Linked DNA regions of Mus musculus: region 1 is linked to region 2. Evidence: chromatin contacts called from public promoter capture Hi-C data. All regions are on one chromosome and are shown on one strand. Each heading gives the region's core, a stretch centred on a gene start, on an enhancer-like site or on the middle of the called end of the contact. The rest is flanking DNA. Distances are from core to core; before and after follow the strand shown. Region 1 holds the start of Slc25a18 (solute carrier family 25 (mitochondrial carrier), member 18). Region 2 overlaps Hdhd5 (haloacid dehalogenase like hydrolase domain containing 5).

Region 1 (5,759 bases), core at 1,337-3,836, 260 kb before region 2:
GGGTATTAGAAACCCACATGAGAAGTACTAGGACACATACAGTCACAGTGCAGGGTAATGGGGGGCTCCCTACCATTCAGCTGTCAGAAGAATGGACGGACAAGTGGTAAAGACTACAATGTATATCTTCTGTAGAACCTGAGCAGCCATTTCTGTGAAGATGCAACAGCCCTGTCAGCTAGCTGAACACACTGGGATAGATGGCAAGTGTGAGGAGAGGGTCAGCATGGGATCCAAGTGCTCTGGCCTGACAGGTGTGGCTGGGGGGTGTTACGTACAGGGAGGTTATGTGTATCTCACGAGTGCTTTGATCAATCATTTCTGCTTCTCGGTTGCACACACCTTTGGTTTTCTGAGATGAGGTCTCACTTTGCAGTCTGGCTGGCCTGGAAACCTACCATGTAGACCATGCTGGTCTCAAACTCAAAATCCCAGTGTCTCAGCCTCCAGAGTGCTGGGATAGCAGGCATGCACTCCACTATCAAGCTACACACCAGGCTCCATATACTTTTTGCAGGTAAATATTATTGTTGTTCTTGCAAAGAACTGGACTTCAGTTTCAAGAACTGAATTGGCAGTTTACAATTATGCGTTAACTTGTTGATGACTTCTGTGGGCTCTAAGCAAGAACATGGAGCATACAAAGTCAAACACCCGAACACATAAAAGAAAAACCAACAAATTAAAGAGAGAATTCAGTGAATATTAGTGGCATCCACCTGTAATTCCAGGACTTGAAACCTCAGCCTTCAAATGGTGGGACTACATAAATTGTCATAAGCCCGAAGCCAGCCCTCACTACAGAGTGGCACTGTCTCAAAACCAAAAACTAAACCAAAGGAGGGCTGGGATGTAGTTCAGTTGGTACCTGCCTAGGATCCATGAAGTCCAACCAATCCCCAGAGCACAGGGTGGCAATCAGGAAGTAGAGAAAGGAAAAGCAGGAAATCAAGAATGTATTTGGCTAGAAAGCAAATTTTGGACCTGCTTGGGCTTCATGAGTGTCTCAAATGAAAAACCCAAACCAAATCAAACAAGAAAAAAAAAAAAAAAAGCCGGGGTGACATCACCAGCTAGGAAGGACCCACAGGAGAGGAAGATCAGGGGAGCAGGCAGCTTCAGCTTTGGTTGGCTTTGGTTCGGTTACAGGCAGAGAGAAAGAAGGGTGATGGGTCTGGAAAAGTACAGCAAAGTTAAGAGATGCACCTGAACTCTCTTTAAGCAAATTTCCAGGCAGGATCAAAGGTCTACTTGCTTCCAGAGTGGCCCTGCAAGATCCCAAGTCAGCTAGGAAGGCAGTATTTCCAACCCCCCAGGCCCAATGACCAAGTCTTATGTTACCGGGATACCCTAATGACACAGGTACACAGTCAAGCTTTCCAACTTTCTGGCTGGCTTTCAATCTTGAGTGCATCATGAAAACCAATCTCTTTAAGGCAGGTTTTGTGTAGCCCAGGAAACCAGTAAGAGGCAGTCTGGCAGGAGCTTGTTAACTAAAATGTTGCAGCAGCTGAGGGACTATCATGTATTATTAGTAGGCTGTTAGATAGCAAAGGACTACAGTTTTGATATTAGGGCCACAGTTTGAAAACTTTGAGGTGCAGAGAAAATGGGAAACTGAACTGGACTGAGACCAATGAAAGGAAGACAGCAGGTGGCCTAAGTCAGGGTGGACAGTAAGGGAGTTCGTCAGCTTTGCTATTTCTTCCCAAGTATAGATGAGAGGACATCTGTTACCATTTAGTCAGCAACATAAGCTGCCTTCCATAGTTCTTCAGGAGACGTTAGTGGAGATAGATATATCCGCTAGGTATGAAGGTAAAATTCAGCTCAGATCAGAAAGGTGTAAAGCCCTAGATTTGATGCCAGGTCCTTCCACTATGGGGGTGCTCTTATGGTCTGTGATGCATCATCAAAGAGGGTGTCTCACATCAGGGGGCTGGGCACTTCATGGGCTGATCAGGCAGGAGGAGGAAGGCACAGAACCTACATTTAAACCAGGTTCTAGGTGATGTTTGTTCATAACGTAGGTTACTGTCTGACAGATACCAGGTCAGACTTAACCTGTGCACTGATGTCTGTCCAGGCCAAATGGTGTGAACACACCAAGAACCACCCTGCTGCAATGAGTAACAAACCAGACTTCACCCTCTTCACCTCTGGCTAAGCACCATCCCTTCCAGCACTTTGGTTGCTGTAGGCTGGTTTCCTTCAATGTGTCCCCCTTTACTAACTGAGGAAAGGACAGTAGTCTTTCCTCTGTATTCTGAAGGAGCAGGCAAAGTGCCAGGCAGATGCTGCTCATCAGTCTGCTGGGCCTCAAGTGGATGCAGCAAACTGCGGGAGTGGGGATTCTGTGCTGAGTATGCACAGACATTTTCTCTCGTCAGTGCTCAACAGTACAGCGTGACAGCTCTATACATGGGGTTTTTAAAAGAGACAACAATATACAGGGCCATGTGCATAGATGGTATGCAAATACCAAGTTACATGGGGACTTAAGCACTGGGACTTAGCACTGGGAATTCTGGAACCGATCCCTAAGGACAGCAAGGGCAACTGTACTTACGGACAAGGCGTTTAGGGGTCACTCCACATCTGTGTTTGGTATACTCCAGGCCCGGCTGTGCTGGATCTTGTCTTTGCCTTCCTTCCTATAAAGACTTAACTCTTCCCTAGAGTTAAAACTCGTGATACAATCTGAGGAGCTGGCTTCACTGCTTCAAAACCTCTGCTCAGCCAGACCAGGGTGAATGGTCCTATGTGGTCAGAAATGAGCCCACAGGATGAGCAAGTTGTGGTTTTCCACTCCTCAAATGGTCTCAAGGCACCTGCATTAAAATTCGTGTCATGGAGGCACGGGGGCAGGGACTCCAGGATACAATAGCTCAATCTGGGCATTTCCCAGCTGCCTTCTTGGCTGCTACAGCACTTCACTGTGCACTGAAAGCTTTTGCTAAAACTGCCTCAGGAAACTAGAGGAGTGAGCCTTGTAAGCACAAAGGAGACAGAAACAAATGCACAAACACTGTCCTTTCAAAAGCTCAAGGAACTGAATCCAGGGCAACAGATCAACAAGGCCAAGCTACCAGAGCGAAGTGGGGGGTGAGGACAGGGAAGTCTGCCCTGACAGGCAGCAGCATCGGTGCTCAGAGCTTTGCCACTCCTGGCCGAGCTGGAAGGATTTACAGCCACCCAGGAGAAAAGAGCCACAGCCAAAGACACCATGTACATAATAGCCACAGATCATAAGCCATTCCCCTTCCAGAAGACTCCAGCTAGGTATTTCTCCGTTATTAATATTTTCAGGGAGAGATCAGAACAATACTGCACAAACAAGTTTTAAAATCAAGCTCACTAGTAGTAGAAGATAGTATTTTTTGTTGTATACAGGATTTAGCATTGTTTCGTCAAAATGATTTGTGTAGAATAGACACTTTCTTTTGAGATAGGATCTTGTGTATCCTAAGCTGTAAGCTATGTATACAAGAGGACTTGATTTTGAGCTTCCTGCCTCTCTGACACACACCCAGCTTCATCTGGAGTTGGAAGTTGGAACTTGAGGCCTCACACACAGTATAGACACTCTTTTTTGTTTGTTTTTTGAGACATGGTTTCTCTGTATAGCCCTGGCTGTCCTGGAACTCACTCTGTAGACCAGGCTGGCCTCGAACTCAGAAATCCACCTGCCTCTGCTTCCCGAGTGCTGGGATCAAAGGTGTGCGCCACCACACCGGCCGCAGACACTCTTATCAATTGATCTACATCAAGTTCTAAGAATTAAGTTCTATTTTGTTTACAGTAGATCTATTTTTAATTGACATACAGGATTGTACATGTAAATGACTGCCTGTATCTTATATGCACAATGGAAGTCAGAACTGAGCACTGGATCTCTTGGAACTGGAATTGCAAGCAGTTGTGAGTTGCTCTGTGGGTACTGGGAGAAGCAAGTACTTTTAACACTGAGCCATTCCTCCAGGCCCACAGCTAAATTCTTAGTAATCTGGCTTTCCCTGTTGAGGAATTATGTAATATGGGGGTTTTGGGTGGAGAATAAGTTAGGCTCCCAAGTTTCTATTTTCTAAGGGACAGTAGGGTGCACAAGGAAGCAGCTGTCTGGATGCCTAAGGCATGATGCAACTGGGCTGGGTTTCTGAGAGGCTGGTGCATGGGGCTGGCAGCCAGTGACTTGCCATCCCACTCCAGGCAAACAGAAACCACCACCATCAGAGAGAACAATGTGACCAGCATAGTACACACCTAGGTTTCCTAAAAGTGTTCATCCTAAAGCTTACTTTGTTCCAGAAATTACATAGACATGCAACCACACTAGAAAATAAAGTGACACAGCGTATTTTATAGAAGAAATGCCCTTTTCTATTGTGTAACGTTCTCAGGACTGGGTTGTTTTACTTTTGTATGTTTTGAAGAGGCCTTGAGCTGGAGAGATGGCTCAGCAGATGAAAATGTTTACCTTTTTAAGCCCACCAATCTGAGTTTGAGCCCCAGAACCCATGTGAAGGAAAAGAGACAAGTCCTTGTTGCATTAGCTGGCCACCAGCTACTAACTGACCTGCAGTCTTCAGAGTCCAGAGATTGTGGGTAGGCACATGTATGGCTGAATTATTATGGAATGAGGACTACTTAAAAGTGTAATAATAAAAGCAGCTAGGTAGTTTGGTCTAAGACCACGGTTGATTACATAACCTACCTAATCAAAACATTTCCCAGGAACTAGAACTAAAAACAATTGGGTTAGCCTAAGCTTCATTGGGCTTGCAGCTCCCTCTTCTGGATATCTGTAACTTGGATGACTACAAGCTACAGGTTATCTATGGTCTCTGTCAACTGACTGCTCACCAAAGGCTCTGCAAGGAGAGCAGTCAATGCCAAACATGGCCATCACTTTTGGGAAGATACCTGCAACCAGCCATGCATTGTAGCTGGGATGAGGATAAAGGTCCCAGGTGGGTACCACAGACTAGCTGTGATGGGTTTTGCCCTGGCCATAGTTAAGACTGTACCACTGTGAAGATTCTTGGCATCTAAGTGAGATGAAGATGAATCCTTTAAGGTGGTGGGCACTGTTGAAATAGGAGTCTGACCTGATGATAAAAGTGACACATGAACACACACCAGGCACATACACGAAAGCCTTACTAATTTAACAATGTACTTTATACAAAATAACGAGTTCATATGGAAATAAATCTACAGATCTCCAAAGATCAAAAAAGCTTTTTAAAAAGTTCTTTCAAAAAATTATCCAACACACAGCATCAAACTAACTATTGAGGTAATTGTCGCTCTCAGTGAAACAGCAGGGAACCAGCAGACCATGACAAAATATATACAATATAAAAATAAATACCATTCCCCCCTGGCCAGGACAGTTCATAGGGCATTCACTTCTGTAGCAATGTCCAATATACTGTGTGCAGACTGGCAATGTGGGGCTAGGGCCCACGAGTCAAATGAGAGATATATCCCCTGCCTAAAGAAATGAAGGGACCACAGAGAATGGGGTGGAGGGAGGGAGGCAGCATTTCAATAAATTATTCAATATCCATACAGCTGTCCCCACTGAACTCCAAGGGGGAGGATGGAGTGAGAGCAGCTAAGTTAAGCCAAGCTAGTAGAAAGCTTGTTGTCCCACCTCACCTAGAGAATGTGTTTTAACCCAAGACTGACACAGATCTTAGCACCAAGGCTAAGCTTGTGTTGGCCTACTGTGATTGGGCACGCAACTCATCTAC
Region 2 (5,720 bases), core at 2,546-5,045:
ATTTGTTTATTTTGTATTGCTAGGGTTGGGATTTAAGGCCTTATTCATGCTAGGCTAGCACTTGATTACTGAGACATACTTCCAGGGCCCCTGTTTCTTTTTATTTCAGATATAGTTGAGGTAGCTGAAGTTTAGCAGTGAGTGAGTAACTACCCCAGTTCCACAGGAGTCTTGGCTGTTAGGATCAGAGCTCAGGGCTCCTTTGTTCCAAGTTCTCATGCATGGCTCAGAGGTGTGACTGAGGGAGGCCGGCCCCTGTAGAGTGCAGTGGTGCTTGTGGGTGAGGTATGGTGGGTAGAGCATCTCATAGAGCATGAGATCTGCTGCTTCTGTGAGAAGGCAGGGGACACAAAGGACACCCTTAGGGTGTTCCTTGCTAGACCCTGGGCTCCGTTCACCCAGGGTACACTGGGACATGGCTTGGCCACAGCTGCTCAGATGTGACCTTAGTAAAGACCTCTGGCTCTGGGTAGGTATTGCTCACTGGCCTCTGTAGTCTCTGAAGGAGCTTCAACCTACCCACCACAAAGGGCAGGGCAAGCACCCTGCTCCCTCATCCCTGTGCCTCTGATTTTTAGGGGTCCTCCTTCTTGGGGAGCCAGTCCGCTGGGAGACAAACCTGCAGCTGATTATGGATGTCCTTCTTAGTAACGGCCACCCCGGAACTGGCCTGGCAACAGCTCCGTATCCCCACCTGCCTGTTCTGGCTAGCAACATGGACCTCCTGTGGATGGCTGAAGCCAAGATGCCCAGGTGAGAACACGGTGTCCCTGATCTTTACCTTGTGAGCCTTGGAGGTGCCACCATAACCTGGCCTCTGAGAGTAAAAGCTTTCAAAAGTTTCTTCATATCAATTATTAAACTAAAACTGCAGACTGCTGAGCATGGAGATGTGTTGAGTGGTTTTTAGTATGTGCCCATCCCTGATGACCTCAACACACCACCAAATGGGCGACTGTAAGGGATACCAGTGGGTATGCAGCCAGTGGGTACGCGGTCAGCCAGTGGGTACGCGGTCAGCCAGTGGGTACGCGGTCAGCCAGTGGGTACGCGGTCAGCCAGTGGGTACGCAGTCAAGCTTCTTCCTCGTTTGCTTTCATATGCATGCTAGAGATGGGAAGCTGGGACGGTAAACCAGGATTGTGCCTGTGCTGCCGAGGCGAGAGCTGAGCTCAGCTGTGCGACATCAGTGTCAGGACCTCTTTTGTGGCCCTCAGGGATCCTGACTGAAGCCAGCTGATGACAGCATATAGTATCTTCTCACTCTGTCATGGACTTCCAGAGGCTGTGTATAGTCAGCAGAGGGTGGTTTAGACCCAAGACTTGGCCTCAAAGAGGCAGGACTTCCTCCCTGTGACTCTCCCTCTCTCCCTCCTTTTCTTTCTCTTTCTGTGAGCTAGGGTGATACTGTACCATACAGCCCAACTTGACTTCAGCTCATTACCTTCCTGCCTCAATTCCCCTGTAGTTTGTGTCACATTTAAGTGTATTCTGTAGCCTGAGGTTAGATACTGTCTCTGAGTTAGTGCCTTGGTTTGGGTTTTATTTCTATGAAGAGACATCATGACTAAGGGAATTCTTATATAGGACAACATGTCATTGGGGCTGGCTTACAGTTTCAGAAGTTTAGTTATCATCATGGTGGGAAACATGGCAGTGTGCAGAAGACATGGTGCTGGAGGCGCTGAGAGGTCTGATCCTGACTGGCAGGCAGCAGGAAGGGACTGGGTGGAGCTGGAACATAGGACTTCACAGTGACAGTGTTCTTCCAACAAGGCCACACCTCCTAATAGTGCCAGTCCCCGTGGGCCAAGCATTCACACACTACCTGCTCAAGCCACCACAGTTGTGACATGCGATTCAGGGCCTGTAGCTGCCAGGTGAGAAGCACAAGGAGAACAGGGCATGGGCCAGATTTGAGGTAACTTTTGTTTTTATTCAAAGAAGCCATATTTGAGATTTTTTTCCCCCACACAATTATTTTTGTATCGTTTTGAGACAGAGTCTCACTCGTTAGCTTTGATTTGTCTGTGACTCACAGTGGAGTACAGGCTAGCCTTAAATCATAATTTCCTCCACCAGCCTCCTGAGTGCTGGGATTGCAGGCGTGTGTCACCATGTCTGCCTCTGTTTACTCCGTGATCCCGAAGTTAGCTGGTTGTTGTGGTACACAAGAGAAGACAGAGGCAGGAGAACCACATGTGTGACACTATGTGGACTTCATGTGTAGTTCTAGGCCAGCCTGGGATACAGCAAAATCCTGCTTCACAAAATAAAAACAAAGAAACAAAAAGGAAATGAAATTCTTTTGTTGTTGTTGTAATGCTGTGTTGTTTGAGATGGGGTCTCCCTGTTTAGCCCACCTGATTGGTGTTGACTTTGGCCAATGAGGAAATCTGATTCTCTGGAGACCTGGGATCCTCATGAGGACTTGAAAGAACAGGGCGGACTGTAGTCTAATGCCGTGGACAGCCTTACTTCAGCTTCAGTGCACTCACTTTTATACACAACTGTGACAAAGAAAGCAGTGACCCAGGGAAGGTCGTGTGGTTCAGATGAACATGGAAATGAACACCAGTGAGTGCATACTAAATATTAACCTAACAGCACAGCCCTTTCTCAGAGCTTCCTCAGGACAGACCAACTTAAACACAATTGCCTGGTGCGTACTATAGATGATATCTGGGAAAGCATGAAAGCGAGGCAGGAGGCCATGTCCAGATGCAGGGCACACTGACCAGAGTGGGTTCTATAGCTGTGTTCTGACATCCAACAAGAATAAGCATGCCGCCAGGCGTGGTGGCACATGCCTTTAATCCCAGCACTCGGGAGGCAGAGGCAGGAGAATTTCTGAGTTCGAGGCCAGCCTGGTCTACAAAGTGAGTTCCAGGACAGCCAGGGCTACACAGAGAAACCCTGTCTCGAAAAAAACTTTAAAAAAAAAAAAAAAAAAGAATAAGCATGCCTTATAAGTTGAATGCAAATGTTTGCATCGGAGGCACAAAACTCACATCCAGCAACAAAACGTACCTCTTTTTTTCCTGTCGCCTCTCTCACAGTTCCCCAAGATATTGTTCACCATGGTCAGTCTTTTGACTGAGTTCTGACAGTTGGCCTAGAATCCCCTATATAAGACGGCTGAACTTGAACTTGAAGAGACCTGTTTGCTTCTTGACCTCCCAAGTGCTGAGTTCAAAGGTGTGCATCACCACCCCCAGCCAGGAAATGAAATTTGTATGTAAACGGGGGACATTGAATATTACATGCCAAGCGCAGTGTCTGTTAGGATTGGGTCAGCGCTGAGGACAGAACACAGACACACTTTACACAAGGTGGCATACTGGCTTTCTTATTAAAGAAGGTAGCAATCAGGCTACGGGCAGTCTTTATTCAGGACACTTACTCCTTTCTGCAGCACACTCCTTAGGCTATGCCTGTATAATTCTAAATGGCTGCCTGAGTGTTAGCCATCACATTAGCATTTCAGAGGGCAGGAAGCAGTCGAGTGGGCTGTTAGCTTGCAACACTGACCAAATACTTGAATAAACAACCTAAAAGGAGGAAGGTTAATTTCTGCTCTATTGATTTGGTGCTTGTGGTGACCCTAATATTGTGATAGGAAGCAAGTTGTGGAGCAAAACTGTTCCCTTTTGATAGCTAGGAGGCAGTGAGGTAGACAGGAGGGAGCCTCCAGGGATGTGTTTCCAGTTTCAGCTGGCTGAAGACTCTAGCGCCAGCCAAGGGATCCTCAGCTGGGACCACGCCTTGAGCTGTGGGGCTGTGTAAGGTCAGGAAGAGCGTGCCTCCTTGTGACCTCTTGTCACAGCCAGGCCAGCACCTCTGCTTCTGCGACTGTTCAGTGGGGCTCACGCGTGTACTAGGTGGCCACACCTAGCTGCAGGGGAGGCAGTGAGCACACTCTGGCAGCCAACAGTTGTGGAGCACCAGTGTTAGGGTTTGGGGGCCAGGTACGATGGCATCGTGGGTAAATGCCTGCTATCAAGCTGACCACCTGAGTTTGAGCCTTGGGACCCATATAAAGTTGGAATGAGAGACTGACTCCAGAAAGTTGTCCTCTGACCACCATATGCTCACTGTGGCACATGTGGGTACATAAAATTAATTTTTTAAAACCCAAAATACAATGTTTTGGGAGTGAGCCTTTCAGGGTTTTCACCCTAGTTTTGCTACCCTGGGGAAACTGCCTGCTCTTGCCTCAGTTTCTTCATGTGAATGACTCTAGGGGAGGGATACAGGTCGGTTGCTTGGAGACAGCTTAGAGAGTGGCAGATGGCCTCAAGGCTAAGTTGCTGAGATCTCTTCTTGGGCAGGTTTGGTCATGGCACCTTTCTGCTTTGCCTGGAAACCATCTACCGGAAAATAACAGGCAATGAGCTGAAATACGAGGGTCTGATGGGCAAACCCAGCATCCTTACTTACCAGTATGCAGAGGACGTGATCAGGCAGCAGGCTGAGAGGCGGGGCTGGGCCGCCCCCATCAGGAAGCTGTATGCTATAGGGTAAGTCCATTGCCTCTCCATTATCATAGCTGCTTTTCTTTCCCTCTGCCCACACCACCCAGGCTTCCCCGAAGCTGAGTCACACCACCTCCAGGCTGTTCTGATAGCTTCGAAACACTAAACTAAGGTTTTTTTCTTCTTTGCCCTCTGGTATTGCTGCCCTGCCAGTGATAACCCTATGTCTGATGTCTACGGTGCCAACCTATTCCATCAGTACCTGCAAATGGCCAATCGTGGAGAGGAGGAACAGCAGACTGGTGGGCAACAGAAGCAGCGGCCTTCAGCAACCCAGAGTTGTGCTTCCATCCTGGTATGCACTGGCATATACAGTTCTCAGGACCCAGGCTCCCAAGTGCCTCCTCCTGGAAGGAGAGAGCTTCCATTCCACGGACACCGAGACTTCAGCTTCAGTCCAGGGCTCCTAGAAGCCTCCCACATTGTTCATGATGTAAACGAAGCTGTGCAGCTGGTTTTCCACCAGGAGGGTTGGGCTTGAGGGGACGGAGATGTAGCAGAGGCAGAGGGGGCTGTTGGAGCATGCGCTCAGGGAATCCTGTGTGCCCGGCTGTGGTCTGGGTCACAGGCATCAAGTCCAAGCCTGGCTTCTTGCCATTACTTCCTGGGACAGAGAAGACTGTAGCTTCAGTAGCTACAGAAAGCCCTTGGGGCAGCATCTCAGGAGAAGGGATGGATTTCTGGGCCCTTCCTGTGCGTCTCTTGCAGTCTGACCTCATGCTGGTCCCTTTACCTCTGTGCCTCAGTGTCAGGTCCTCTCAGTGAGGACCTTCTTTTTCCAGACAGCGTCTCACTATTGTAGTTCCCGCTGTCCTGGAACTCACTATGTAGCCCAGGTTGTCCTGAAACTCAGATCTGCCTGCCTCTGCCTCCCCAGTGCTGGCATCAAAGGTGGGTGCCATCACACCTGCCTCAGTCAGGACTTTAAAAACCGCACAGTGCAACGTTATGTGGAAACTTGTGGAGGGAGAGCCTTTGGTCACACTGAAGGAAGCGCTGTGCCATGCCAGGGAGGGGTGTGGCTGGCACTCTCCATAGTGTTTACTGTATTTTAGAGTGCTGCCCAGAGACTTGGGGGCTTTTTTTTTTTTTTTTAATTAAAAACTATCCTAATATTTGTTACATTGTGTCTTGTGAGGATTTGTGTGGAATGTGCTAGAAGCCCTGTGAGGGGAGGTTTGGGAG

What was found. Promoter capture Hi-C pulls out the DNA fragments that hold promoters and counts their contacts.
Region 1: a contact with region 2 is called in a promoter capture Hi-C map of trophoblast stem cells, with 3 times the contacts expected there. The contact joins the promoter of Slc25a18 here to the enhancer-like site in region 2. A contact is called at or near these places in 14 of 39 promoter capture datasets (the C10 cell line, the HPC-7 cell line, cranial neural crest and 11 more), 5 of 115 datasets of contacts at active chromatin or transcription factors (embryonic basal ganglia, embryonic forebrain, embryonic midbrain and 2 more) and 1 of 9 other capture datasets (pancreatic islet).

What each region holds. Positions count from the first base shown.
Region 1 is chr6:120,770,595-120,776,353 of GRCm38.p6, reverse strand. It overlaps Slc25a18 (solute carrier family 25 (mitochondrial carrier), member 18), which reads right to left and starts at 2,586. Exons shown (of 10, transcript NM_001081048.2): 1 at 2,570-2,586. It overlaps Cecr2 (CECR2, histone acetyl-lysine reader), which reads right to left. Exons shown (of 19, transcript NM_001368706.1): 19 at 5,163-5,759.
Region 2 is chr6:120,509,431-120,515,150 of GRCm38.p6, reverse strand. Hdhd5 (haloacid dehalogenase like hydrolase domain containing 5) reads left to right here. Exons shown (of 8, transcript NM_144815.2): 6 at 579-753; 7 at 4,332-4,520; 8 at 4,689-5,657. The coding sequence ends at 5,016. Among named protein-coding and RNA genes, the nearest start is that of Gm38888, 12 kb to the right of the region's middle. Within about 2 kb of position 3,795, at least 34 of the 459 cell types and tissues checked have an H3K27ac peak or open chromatin away from gene starts, as enhancers often do. A contact at or near this core is called in embryonic stem cells, epiblast stem cells, hippocampal neurons and 2 more, where this site is marked.